2 separate regions of the Sus scrofa genome follow, and region 1 is linked to region 2. The links are chromatin contacts, called in public HiChIP or PLAC-seq maps. All regions are on one chromosome and are shown on one strand. The core of a region is the stretch at or near the end of the contact, and the rest is flanking DNA. Distances in the headings are between cores, read along the strand shown. Region 1 overlaps LOC110259527 (a long non-coding RNA gene). Region 2 overlaps ARHGAP26 (rho GTPase-activating protein 26).

The links. HiChIP or PLAC-seq counts read pairs in DNA pulled down with a chosen protein or histone mark.
Region 1: a contact with region 2 is called in an H3K27ac HiChIP or PLAC-seq map of skeletal muscle, with 3 times the contacts expected there. The contact joins two enhancer-like sites. A contact is called at or near these places in 1 of 47 Hi-C or Micro-C datasets (subcutaneous adipose tissue) and 1 of 2 datasets of contacts at active chromatin or transcription factors (skeletal muscle).

Annotation. Positions count from the first base shown.
Region 1 is chr2:145,513,687-145,520,257 of Sscrofa11.1, reverse strand. The region is part of intron 2 of LOC110259527 (a long non-coding RNA gene); the gene reads left to right. Among named protein-coding and RNA genes, the nearest start is that of YIPF5, 150 kb to the left of the region's middle. Within about 2 kb of position 1,632, at least 18 of the 83 cell types and tissues checked have an H3K27ac peak or open chromatin away from gene starts, as enhancers often do. A contact at or near this core is called in skeletal muscle and subcutaneous adipose tissue, where this site is marked.
Region 2 is chr2:144,551,379-144,558,094 of Sscrofa11.1, reverse strand. The region is part of intron 11 of ARHGAP26 (rho GTPase-activating protein 26); the gene reads right to left. Among named protein-coding and RNA genes, the nearest start is that of ARHGAP26, 250 kb to the right of the region's middle. Within about 2 kb of position 1,589, at least 28 of the 83 cell types and tissues checked have an H3K27ac peak or open chromatin away from gene starts, as enhancers often do. A contact at or near this core is called in skeletal muscle and subcutaneous adipose tissue, where this site is marked.

The DNA of each region.
Region 1 (6,571 bases), core at 383-2,882, 960 kb before region 2:
TCAGTGTCTGATTCTTATGTACAGAGAAGGTTTGTGTCTGCAACAAAGAAGCATTTCAGAAGTGGTAGATTTGTGTGATGCCAGTGGGGGGTGAGAAGAGTTAGGTAAAGGAATTAAAATAAGATTTCTTTTTTTGAAGAGAAGAAAAATAAAAATGGCTGGAGATCCAAAGAGGAAAAGAGAACTATGTCACTTTATAAAAACTCAAAAATCTCTTTCTATTCTTATCAGTTCAATGGATGATTCTGAAGCTGAGAATCAAGACTATAATCCTATGACTAGAGGGTTATTTTATTTTTTATCTTTACTAGAATATAAATGAGTCAGATCTAATCCCTTTAAATTTAACCTTATGTGATACTTGGGTTTAAGAATTCCCATGATACTGTACATAGCCACACAGCATAAGACATTTATGCATATAAATTGTAAATGTGTATATTCGTAGGGTTATATACATCTCTACTCATAAAAACACATTCATAGAAATACATGCCTATGTATTCACAAGAATATGCTGCAAATGCCTATAGAAAATTGTATTTAAGAACCTAACAAAATGCAGTGTTGAATCTTCTATGATTCTAGCAGCTCTCTCCAAGTCCATGGCAACTTAGAGTCAAATAATTCTGCTACCTGAGGTTTCAGGTCTCGCCAGGATTTAACATGGAGACTTTGCCTTCTTCAAAGATGTACTCCCTCAAGAGTCTCCTGAACAAGCAAGGCTAGCCATTCCTCCCTGTCTACAATCCCCTTCTTGTTAAGTCTGTCTACGCCTCCTTCCTGAGAGTCCTCTTCATTACTAGGAGTGAGGATATGAGGACCTACTTAAGGCCATGGGTCTTGTGCTTAAATTCTGGTTCTGCCATTATTATTTCTGTGACTTTCATTTCATCATTTTAATAGGCCCTCACTTTATAAGTGAGGCTATTCATAGTGACTGCTGTGGAGTTGTAATGAATTAATAAGGACTAGTTCTTAGAACAGCACCTGTCATGCAGTGACATATTAGCTCCTGCTAATATGGCCCCAGTGCCCTCCCCTTTAATCCAGACAATTGGACCAAGAGTAGCTCCCTCCCTGGGAGGAGGGGTGGGGGTTCGGGGTGGTATGGAATTGTCCCTCAGCATAGCAGAGCCAATTAGCAGAGAATTTAGACCTTAGAAAAATCAGAACAGGGACTGATATTTGCTCAGTGCTTGAGCTGTGAGTACTGATCAACAAGCAGAGGAAACTTAGTTTGAAGGGAGCTTAATAGATACAAAGTGTTGAGCAAAACACTTTATGGGCATTAACTCATTTAATCCTTACAATACCCTGAGGTAAATACTGTTATTATGTATGGTTTTACAGAAAAGAAAAATGAGGCAAAGATTTGTTAAGATTCAAACCCAGAAAGTTTAGCTCCAGAGTCCACACTTTAGCCTACTGTGTATACTGATATTGAGTATGTGAGTGAGAGAGGAAGAGGGGGGGGGATAGAGATGGGGGAGGGCAGAGCTTGTGCCTGGCTAAGTGTCTCATAAGGACCAATTCCTGCTCATGGGTTCAGGGAGTTACTATTGCAGCCTTTCAAGAAATGTTCTCCTTCTGCTCTGTCTAATTTGAATGGCTTACTCTTACTTGCTGATTCTTGGCTCGGACTTTTTTCTGCTTAGTGACAAATGGGGTCTAAATTGACCCAGGGGACACCATACTGACTCATGCAGCAACTGCTTCCTGTGGACTTGGAGGTGCCTTTGGACTGTAAACCAGCTCTGTAATACGGAATGCTAGAGAAAGGGCTCAGAGGCCTGGTGTCAGTTTAAAGTTAGTTTCGGGATTCATCCAGCCACAGAAAAGGCATAGGCCCTTGGTGAAAGCTGGATGAAATAGTTCCTTCCACTTTAGAACTAAGGTTTATTGAAAAACAGATGGTGCCAAGAGGCAGTGGCTGCCTCTTGATGTCACCTCAGATAATTTGCATTCTAGCTTTTTTGTCTTCTCAGAAATACTCGCTCAGTGCCTGCTTTCACTGTTCAAGTAAATGGGTAGTTTGAATTGGACAGAAGATATTTTAAATTAAGAATTCAGGCATCTCCATGGAGATCCAAGTCACCAAAATAGGTCAGAGTCAGACTTTGTTTAGAAAAAAAAAAAAAATCACTGGGAAGTTAGGGGAAAAGGAGAGAGGCAACTATAATGTCCCAAAAGAAAGAAAGAAGAAGCAGCCTATTTCTTTTTCATATGGAAATGAGATTCACTGAAAGCTTTAAAGAACTAAAAACTTTATCCACTGACCTGACTGCCTGTGGGTGGTGACACATGTTATTTGAAGAAGTCCTGGAGGGAAGAGGAGAAAACTACATTTGACCCATCAGATGTAGGTAGCCATCGAAGGGAAGACACTGGCACACACGTGTCTGAGCCCACACAGTTTGCTGTGGTTGCCCTAATATTTTCCTTCATTTCTTTAGTTTTAACTAAGCTTTGCTCAAGTCCTGGATGCACTGAAAAGGGCTGAATTCCAGGCCTGCTGGCAAAGAGCTGTGCTTCATTCCTCATGTATGAACTCAGATTCGAAATGCATCTCTCCCAGTGGAATGAAACAGGCAATGAAACAGTGGAAATTTGTACAGCTCGGTTCATGGACAGATTAAGGAAAAGGGACTCAGGGAATTTGGAATAACAAGATAGATTTTTTTTTCCCTCTAGGCAACATAAAAAAGATGAAATCTGTGACCATAATAAATGTCAAGCTAATTAACTACTACAAAGCACCATTCTCACTGTGGGTCTAATCCCTTTTATGAACAAAAATAATTAGGGGGATTGTAAAGACATCAACACGTTAGAATCCGGGGATTTTTAAGCTGCGGGTGATTGTTACCTGCTGCCATGTGAGAAAATATTTTCCTACCTCCCAGACTTTGTGTTCCACCCTCATTCTCTGAGTTTTCAAGCTCCCAGCTCACTCTGCCCATTTTTCTCTTCACTGCAGTGTGTTACCTTTCACACACTGGGTTAGTGTTGTGTTTGGGATAGGAGTCAAGAGAGAGAAGTCAGGATTGAGGAGAAGCTGGGCAGGGGCAGGCGTGTTGGAAGATGTGTGGGGGAGAAAATGGCCTACAGATGGAAAAGAAGCAGCTAAGGGACTGCCTTCAAAGGCATGTGACCTGTGCAGTCACCAGGGCCCTGGGCTTAGAAGGGATCCACGCTTGGCTTAATGCTCTGCTGTCCCCATCTTGAAAGTCTTCATAATTTTGAACAAGGATCCTCATATTTTCATTTTGCCTTGGGACATGCAAATTATATAGTTGGTTCTGAGGGCTGGTGGGAAAAGAATTCCCACTGAGTTATCTAGAAGGGTGGCAGGGAGTTGGCAGGCAGAAAGGTTTCCTAGAAGCTTATGGAGAACAGGCTTGACACGGGAGGGTCAGGTCATCAACTTGCCAGGACGGAACGCCTCCAGGCAGGAAGGTGAAGGCAAGAAGCAAGAACACCAGGCAAGTTCATGTGGTCTGACGGATGCAGGCTGGAAGCTACTGCTGTTCTCTTTCTCCTCCATCCAGCATACCAATGCTTCAATTCCATCCATAAAATCAAATTTATTTGGCTTAAGATTTTGCCAACTTTTAGAAAAAAATTACGTGATACAATCAGTCATAGCAGTCATTTACATTTATTCCTTAGACAAGAGATATTTGTTGTGTGTCTCCTATAGCAGGTCATTCTTCTAGGTATTACAGATAGAGTGGTGAGTAAGGTCTACAGAAGCCTTGCACTCAAGGAGATTGCATTCTAGTGAGGAGATAGAAAACAAAACATATGGATAAATACACAAAAATGATAATAGGTGGTACTGATAAATGCTACATGAAAGACAGAGTGGTAGGTAAACCCCGGGCTTTAGAGGGATCTGGGGTAGCCTCTTTGAGGAGGTAGCTTGTGATTAATGGCTGAGTAAATAGAAGTCCACTCTGCAAGGATTTGGAGAAAGCATGTTGCATATGGAAGAAAGCACACATGCAAAGGCTTTCAGAAGAGAACAGTTTAGTGTGTTTGAGTGACAGAGAGAAGGCCAGTTTGGCTGAAAGCTAGTAGATGATGGAGAAAATGAAGAAACCTGAGATCAAAAAGTCAGTAGAGATCAGATCACCTTGTATTCCATAGGAAGCATTTAGATTTTATGCAAAAATAATGGAAACCGCTGGGGATTTTACAGTAGAGGAGTGGCTTGATCCAGTTTATATTTTAGAAAGTCTACTCTGTAGAGGAAGGACAGTAGGGGGTATACTGGCAAGAAGTGGCAGGAAGATGACACAGAGCCATGTGACTGACCCAGGGTAGAGACAAGTACCTGCAATGGAAGTGGTATCAAGGAACCAGTAAAAGAGGTAGGATTCAGGATGGATTCTGGAGATAGGACTCCCTGATGAACTGAACGTAGAATGTTAGGAAAAAAGTGGAAAGCTAGGCAACTCCTACATCATTGGCAGGCATAACTGGTTAGATTGTGGCCCTGCTTCTAAATGCAGAAAGACTGTAAAGAAGAGAGCTTTGCTGGATTGAAGGTGGAAGGAGGAACAAGGATTCTAAGTTGGTCCCTTTATCTTTGAGAAACTATAGGGCATCTATGTGGAGATGTGAGATAAGCCATTAAATATGCGATTTTGGTGGTAAAAGAGATCTGGCCCAGAGATGTGGGAAAATTATCGATGTAGAAGTGGTTTTTGAAGCCATAGGATGGAATGAGAGTTGTATTAGGGAGAGAATGTGAGTAAAGATGATGAGAGAGCCAAGAATAGGATCATGGGAACTCCAAGTTCTCATTTGATAGTAAGGAATAAAAACAGGAGAGAAGTTGTCGCAGAATTAAAGATTAAATTTTTTTTGTCTTTTTTTGCTTTTTCTAGGGCCGCTCCCGCAGCATATGGAGGTTCCCAGGCTAGGGGTCGAATCGGAGCTATAGCCACCAGCCTACACCAGAGCCACAGCAACGCCAGATCCAAGCCGCATCTGCAACCTACACCACAGCTCACGGCAACGCCGGATCCTTAATCCACTGAGCAAGGCCAGGGACCGAACCCGCAACCTCATGGTTCCTAGTCAGATTCGTTAACCACTATGCCATGACAGGAACTCCAAGATTCAAATTTTTTAAGAAGAGATTAATTGTGTCACAGAATTAGAGATTCAAATATTTTTAAAAGAGAAGACTAATCGGTTGTGTAGACATCCTAAGAGAATTCAAGATAGACCAAGATGAAAATAATCAGTGACCTTGAAAAGGACCATTTATGTACAGTGGAGTTACAAGTGGGGAAAAATGCCCCGTCAGAGTGGAAAGCAAAGAGGCAGATGTGCAGACGGGTGTGGAGACAGCAAGTATGGACAGCTCCTTTGTGACCTGAGAGAGAAAACAGACGGTATGGGAGGGGTTTGGAGAGGAGGAGAGAGAACAGAAATAGAGCAGAAGGTGGGACACAGGGCCAAGGGAGGGCTCTATTGTAAAATCTTTTAAACATATTATTTTAAGCCATGTTTGTACCAAGATGCAACTCATTTAGTAGAGAGGAAGAAACCGCTACTGCAGATCAACTGGGTACAGTTGAAGTTCCCATCATCACCCGCCTCTTCCTCTACTTGCACTGGGTTAGCTGTCGTTCTCCATTTTTTTTCTTTCTTTTTTTTGTAAAGCAATGACCCTCATGGCTGGTCTTTCACCCTCTGAAACCCATGGACAGCTTTGTTTTCTGGTCTGGTCTGTGGTTTACCAAGAGGCAATTGTGTCCATCTTCAAACCTGCTAAACCTAATTTATAGACTGAATTTTGCCCCCCACTCCATCCCAGTCCATATGCTGAAGCCCTAACTGTCCCCCCCACCATGATTGTATATGGAGGTGGGGCCTTTAAGAATGTGCTAGGGATTATATGAGGTCATAAGTGTGGGGCCCTAATCTAATAAGACTGGTGCTCTTATAGGAAGAGGAAGAGACGCTATGAGCAAGCACACTGAGGGTAAAGACCTTGTATGTAGGTGGCCATCTGCAAGCCAAAGGCCATCATCCTGTCCTATCCTGTGGCCCTAAGGGAAATCAGACCCACTGACATCTTCATCTTAGGCTTCTATCTCGCAAACTGTGAGAAATACATTTGTTTTTAAGCCATCCAGTGTGTGGCATTGTGTTAGGGCAACCCTATTAGACTAGCACAGCCTGTTGTGCTCATTACTGTAAGTGTGAAATGCAGTAAAATGAAGAAATCATGCAAAAATTAATGAAAAATTAGCTGAGTGCTTTGGAAAGACTTTTTTTATAAGTTGCCAGAGAAATGTTGTTCCACTGCTATGGGTGACACAACTATGAAAGATTGCGAGAGCTTGTAACCGTCTAGCATATTGACTTCAGGCCATCTTTAAGCACCTTTGGGACTGTAAGGAAGCCAAAACTAAAATTCACAGGTGACACCATGTATGCAAAAGGTGAACCAGAACTGCCCTCTTTGTCCTGCGGAAGACAGGCACATGACTGCGTAGGTATATGTTAGTTATAGTTTACTAGTGATACTCAGCTTTAATTAGCATTTTTG
Region 2 (6,716 bases), core at 340-2,839:
AGCTGGATAAAAAGAACCGCCAGCTAAGAGCTCCCCAGAGGCCGCTAAGGCAGAGACTGTCCTTCCCGCACACAGAACAAAGTCCTGTTTCGTCCAGAAAAGGGCCCAGGGCATCCGGGGGTGACACATTCAGCTTCATTTGAGGCTTCATTGTTGGGAGCCTGTCCTCTCACCTGTACCAGAGCTGGACAGATTCCAAACAAAGGGAAAGGGGCTTGGCTGAGGCAAGGGTGCCAGACGGAGGGTGCTGCGGGCCCTGGGCGCCTGGGGTATGGCCTTTGCCACTGGGCGCCTTCAGTAGGTTCCGGCACATTCCTGTTTGCTTAGGGGAGAGCAGTGCTCAGGGATAGTACTTGGTGGGAGTCCCAGGAGGTTTCAAAAGCGCTTCAGCATGTCTGAAAGCTCTCCAAGATGTCATTTCCTCTCCTTACCCCCCCGTCCCCGAGTTCCCACCTTACTTAATGGCTGCAACCTCCCTCAGACCCCCTCTCTGCTCTGCAGCCTACTTTATAGAATTTAATACTTCAGGATAGAGCTTTTCATTCTCCATGATCTCTAATTTCCACGTCAATCCCCGACGGCCGGTTCCGCGTCTCGCTTCCGCGGGGCTCCACCGGCCTCTTACACCTGCTGGGTACACACTCAGTCTGAGGAGGCGCTCCTGACTGAGGGACAGGGGGCTTCAGACCCAGGATGCCCTGCTTCTGTCCGAGCGTTCCTCCGTGGGTCAGAATCGGGTCATAATGACCCCGACGAGCAGCTCATTCTTACAGCGACACTTCCCACTTGGAGTGTTGCTGGCACTCACTGCCCTGCCGTGAGCCATCTCGAATGAAGCGGAAAGAATATTCGGGAAAAGGTGAAACAGCTCCTCCTGGAGCGTGGACAGGGTCGGTTCCCCAGACACCCAGCAAGCAGGTAGGCTGATTACTTGAACGTGTCCCCAGGCCTGGTGAATTAAGCCCAAGCACGGCGATGGCACAGTTAAAACCACTCTCTGTTGTGGCTACTCCCTGCCCCCACAGGACTTTGATTTGCCTGTTACCTAAACACTGTTGCCATAGTTATAATTCAGGAAGCTTTGTTGTTTGACTTCAAGAAAAAAAAAGTTGACCTCAAATCAGGGTAACACTGACTCTCAAGGCCACAATAGACCATCCGAGGGTGAGACCTGCCAAATTCCTTTAAGCTTCTAGAAGGAACTACTGTATTTTGGGTAACATGCAAGCAACAAGAAGAGGAAACTCTGCCACATTATGCAACTTCCTTGCATTTCATATTCAGAAATTCTGAAAACCCCTAGAAGCAACTTCCCTAGCTTTCAACCCGAGATCAGAGTCACAGCCAAGGTCAACAGAAACGGGACGCCAAAGAGGGGAATTAAAAAAAAAAAAATCTAAGTAATGTTCAAGTCCATCAAGTGTTTCAGGAAAATTTAAAGGCAATGGAAAGGACCACAAGCTCTCCCGATGTCACACGCACAGCAGTGACACAGAGGGCGTGTGCGCCGACGTGCCTGTAAGATGTGCCAGCTCATAATGCGAGGACTCTCCTGGCTGTAACACTTCCCGGCTTCAAGCTGATGTAACGTTCAAAAGGGTGTGAACCCACTAGCCCATCCGCGCAGGGTTTCCTTGGGGGAGCGGAGAGACTCCCTCCCCAGCGCTCAGACAGAAAAACGGCCATCTTCAACAGAGGAGGTCTTTCTGGGCTCCCACCCCTGCCCCCTCCACCCTCTTCCCCCCGCCCCCCCCACCTCCATGTCTTTGGAAAAAGTGACACAGCTCCATCAGCAGAAGAAGGAGCCTTGTTCTTCTGTGCTTTGGAAAACTGCAAATGAGCAATTCTTGGGTCCACTGTACGTGATGCTGAGGTAGAAGCACGTGAGGTCCTGCTGCCAGAGCAGGGCCCTGCCCGAGGGGAAGGGCAGCCAGAGAGTGAGTCACTGCACAAAAACCACCCCCTCAACGTCCAGCGCCTCCGTCCCATCCTCCGGAAGACTTCAGTGGCATTTACGCTGCTCTCATCAAGGCCCACAATGCCCCTTTGGGAGGCAAGAGGCAAGTTTATCCGACACAGGCACAGGTGACTTTTTCCTGTCTCACACGACGACGAGGTCAGAGTATGCATTTCTAGATGGACGTCTCAAAGCGGGACTCCCTGGAATGCTCGCTCTATCCTAAATCTAGGAATGAGCCTGATGCCGACCCATGCACAGGCAGCAAGGGGCCAGGGAAATATTCACTCTTGGATGTCCTCACCCCAAGCTGTTGCAACGGGATCCCCTGCTCTCTGACACAAGGGAACTCTGTATTTCCCGACAGTCTCCAAGGAACAGAAGGGGGTCTGCCAAGCAGGAGGGCAGATGCCAGCACTCTTTCGTTCGACAGAGCTTCGAAGTTCTCAGGTGGAGCCCCTCCTCGTCTCCACGCAGCGTGAAAGCCAGGAGGTTTATCAAGGCCCCACAGGATTTCCTGCACAGTGATGGGGGTCGAGGGTAAGCCTGGGGCCTTGGAAAAGGAACATTTGGTCTTTGGCTCCCCGGGGATCATGCATTCGTCTTCAGGAAGCTATACCCCGCCTCCCTCTCAGGGTCCTCACCGCTCCATCACAGGCAGTGCGTGGTCCACTTCCAACTCCTGGGGAGACGGGCAGACCGACTGGGGACTGGGATCAGGCCAGCCACAACGACAGTGACACCCTCTCCACCCAGCATTCACGTTGAAAAAACTGCCTCTTTCCTTTTTTCCCTCCTTCCCTCCTTCCTTTTTTCTTCTTAAGGCCACACCTGTAGCATAGGCAAGTCCCAGCACCAGGGGTCGAGGTGCAGCCGCAGGCCTACCCCACAGTCACATCTGCACCAGATCTGAGTCGCCTCTGCGACCTATGCCACAGCTGTGGCAACGCCAGATCCTTAACCCACGGAGCGAGGTCAGGAATCAAAGGCACATCCTCATGGACACTCTGTCAGGTTCTTAACCTGCCGAGCCACACTGGGAACTCCTGAAAAATATTCCAACATACAGGAGAAGAGAAAGAACTGACAGGGAGCGCCCTTAAATCCATCACCTCCATGCTGCAGGTGTGAACAGACTGTTCCGTTTGCCTTATAGCTCACATCTCTAGGCATCTGCCTATCACCCGCCAGTGCATCTCAGTTTGTGATAAATTCTCAAGTGAGACGCACAGTGACGTCAGGACCTCTCATCTAGAGATTTCAGTATGTGTATCATTTGCTATGGTTCAGTATTTCTTGATCAGTCTTTTCAAGGTGAGATTACCTACAAGAAAGCACAATTCTTACGTGAGGGGTGACAGGTCCACACAAGCATGTGCCCTGAACCCCCATCGAGGCAGAGACTTTTCCGTCACTTTGGACAGTTCTCTCCCAGCCTCTTTGCATCTCACCCCCAAACGCACACACGCACCCTCCACTGCATACACACTGCTGCATCCTGGTTTGTTCCCATTGGTCTCGCCTGTTCTAGAATATCCTACAAATGGCTTCGTTCTGAGCACACTCCCCATGGCTGCCCTGTCTCACTCAGCATAAAATTTTCAAGAGTCATCAGGTTACAGCCTGAATCCTTTCAGTCCTCTTTTTTTGGGGGTGGGGGGGTTTAGGGCCGCACTCGCAGCATATGGAAGTTCCCAGGCCAGAGATCAAATCAGAGCTACAGCTGCCACCTACACCACACCCAGCTCATGGCAACACCGGATCCTGAACTCACTGAGCAAGGCCAGGGATCGAATCTGCATCCTCATGGATACTAGTCAGATGCGTTTCCGCTGAGCCGCATGGGAACTCCCAACTTTGGTCCTTTTTATGGCTGAGTAATATTATTGCATTATTTGACTCTATCACTGTGTATCGATTCCCCTGGTCACAGACACCCAGGCTGCTCCCCCTTTCACTATCATAAAGAAAGCTGCTCTGAAGGTTTGTGCGTACAACTTTTTGGGGACATGTGTTTTCATCTCTCTTGTGTAAATATCTAGGACTAGAATTGCTGGATTATGGGACAGGCTGTTTTGAAAAATTTGTAATGAAATGAGAAACGGCCATGCTCTTTTCCCAAATGTTCATTTTACTCTCCCACCAAGAAGGTATGAGAGTTCTCAGTGCCCCACGCACTGGGCAACCCCTGCTGCTGTAGGTCTTCATCTGAGCCCCTCTGGGTACCCCGACGTCTCTCCCTACGGTTCTCAGCTGCATTTCCCTGATGACTAATGATGCTGGGCACTTTTTCTTGTGCCTACTGGACAACCTTAGTCTTCCTTCGCCAAGTGTCTCTTTGAGTCTTTTGCCCATTTTTTCCTTGAGTTATTCTTTTTATTACTGAGTTTTATGAGCTCTCCCTACATTCCGGACCTAAGTCCTTCATCAGAAGGATGTTTTGCAAATCTCCTCTCCCCTCTGTGGCAGGCTAATGGACTTTCTCAGCAGTGTCTTGATAAGCACACGGTTTTAATTTTAATGAAATCAACTTTCTCTTTCTTTTTTGGCAGAGCCATTGCTTTCTGTATCCTATTAAGAAACCAATGCTCCTTCCAGGTTGCTACAATCTGGCCCTGTACTTTCTTCTGGAAGCTTTATAGTTTTCGCTTTTATGGTTAAGTTTATGAGCCATCTTGAGTTAATGCCGCTAGTTCCCCTCATTTGTGCACATAATTTATAGGTGCTGCTGAGTCACAGCCCAGATTTGGAGCTCACTGGTTTAGGAACAAGTAGCCCTAACCCGCCTTGCTCCCCTTCTCCCCTGCACCAAACAAGCTGTCACATGGAATCAATCCACACCACCTTCGGAGATTTTCACACTGTTAACAAAATTCCCCCGACCCACTCAGCTCCCAGGACAAGGGGTAAGTGTGCTGAACTTTGTAAAGACCTGTGCGTCTATATGCTCAACACTCATTTTTAGGGGCCATGGCTAACCACATGGTTACCTATAAGCTATAACCTGAATAGGCAGGTGGCCCAGGAGCCAAGGGGTAGACTGGTCTCAACCTGCCACTGACTTCTTATGTGACCCTGACTAAGCCTCTCTCTCTGATCCTAATTTTCTGATCTATCCACAGAGGTGCTGGAAAATAGATCTGCTTCAAAATTTCAGACTCCCTTCCTGCCTAAGCCTTTTAGCATCCCACCCTCACAAATGAAGTCCTTTGGGCCCGAAGGACTCATGTCAAGACTCCATTCCCTTTAAGAGTTTCCTACTACCATGGAAGGGTAGCATCTCATATCTTACCAGCAACCTGCTCAGTTGCGACTTGCTGACCAGTAAGAATGAGGTCCTAGAAAGTTCGAGGACCAGGGAGTAAGGACTGAAGAGGAAAAGGAGACAGAGCGGGGAAGCTGCTGAGCAAAGACCAGATGGGCTCACGGAACAATACGGTTTAAAGCTGACGGGCCCATCGTGGCGCAGTGGAAACGCATCTGACCAGGAACTATGAGGTTGAGGGTTCGATCCCGGGCCTCGTTCAGTGAGTTAAGGATCTGGCATTGCCGTGAGCTGTGATGTAGATTGCATACGTGGCTTGGATCTAGTGTGGCTGTGAATGTGGCATGGGCCAGCAGCTGTAGCTCCAATTCGACCTCTAGCCTGAGAATCTCCGTACGCTGCAAGTGCGGCCCTAAAAAGCAAAAAAAAATTCGAAAAACAAAGTAAAATAAAATAAAGCTGATGGGGAAGAACAGGATTGTGACTAGTGTTCGCATCAAAAGCACAAAGTGCCCAACCCAAGCGTCTCTTGCTTCTTCTGCAGAAAGAGCCAAAACACCGCATACACAGAGGCAGCCAGCGTGGTTACCAGCAGAGCCAGGGGCCAAAGTCAACTGGGAGGACCAGGCCCCGGGTCCCTCCCCAGGGTGCCACACGGAAGAGATGAGGACGTGCTTTCCTTCTGGCCCGAATGTGACAGCACGGCGGAGAAACACACAAATCGAAGGCCACTCCTGGGACCTTTCCTGATGCACTTGATACGGCTGAGCAGCCTGTGTCCTTTAAAAGTTCACTTCCTCTGGGCCCTTCCAGACCTGCTCCACAGGCAACTCTGCGGGCTCCCCTGCCCTGTGCTCACCTTTCTTAACTTGAAAAAAAAAAGTATTTACACATAAATATACGAATAGAAAATAACGACAAGTGCAAAGTAATCATAAATATAAAATAATTGTATCAAATATACATGCATATTGGAGTTCCCGTCGTGGCGCAGTGGTTAACGAATCCGACTAGGAACCATGAGGTTGCGGGTTCGGTCCCTGCCCTTGCCCAGTGGGTTAACGATCCGGCGTTGCCGTGAGCTGTGGTGTAGGTTGCAGACGCGGCTCGGATCTTGCGTTGCTGTGGCTCTGGCGTAGGCTGGTGGCTACAGCTCCGATTCGACCCCTAGCCTGGGAACCTCCATATGCCGCGGGAGCGGCCCAAGAAATAGCAACAACAACAACAAAAAAGACAAAAAAGACAAAAAAAAAAAACCAAAAAAACAAAAAAACAAAAAAACAAATATACATGCATATCGACCTACACAGTCGATTCTCAGTATTCACAGTAATCACGTTCTTTTAAAGTCGCCACAATTAGCAGATACGGACCCACGGCTCCTAGTGGAAATACAGAGTTGGGTTCCTGCGAGCCTCTGGTCACAATATTTTCATCAACTGATCAACCCAGGACGTTGCTGTGTGGGTTTCTGTTTAAAGACACCTTCTAACA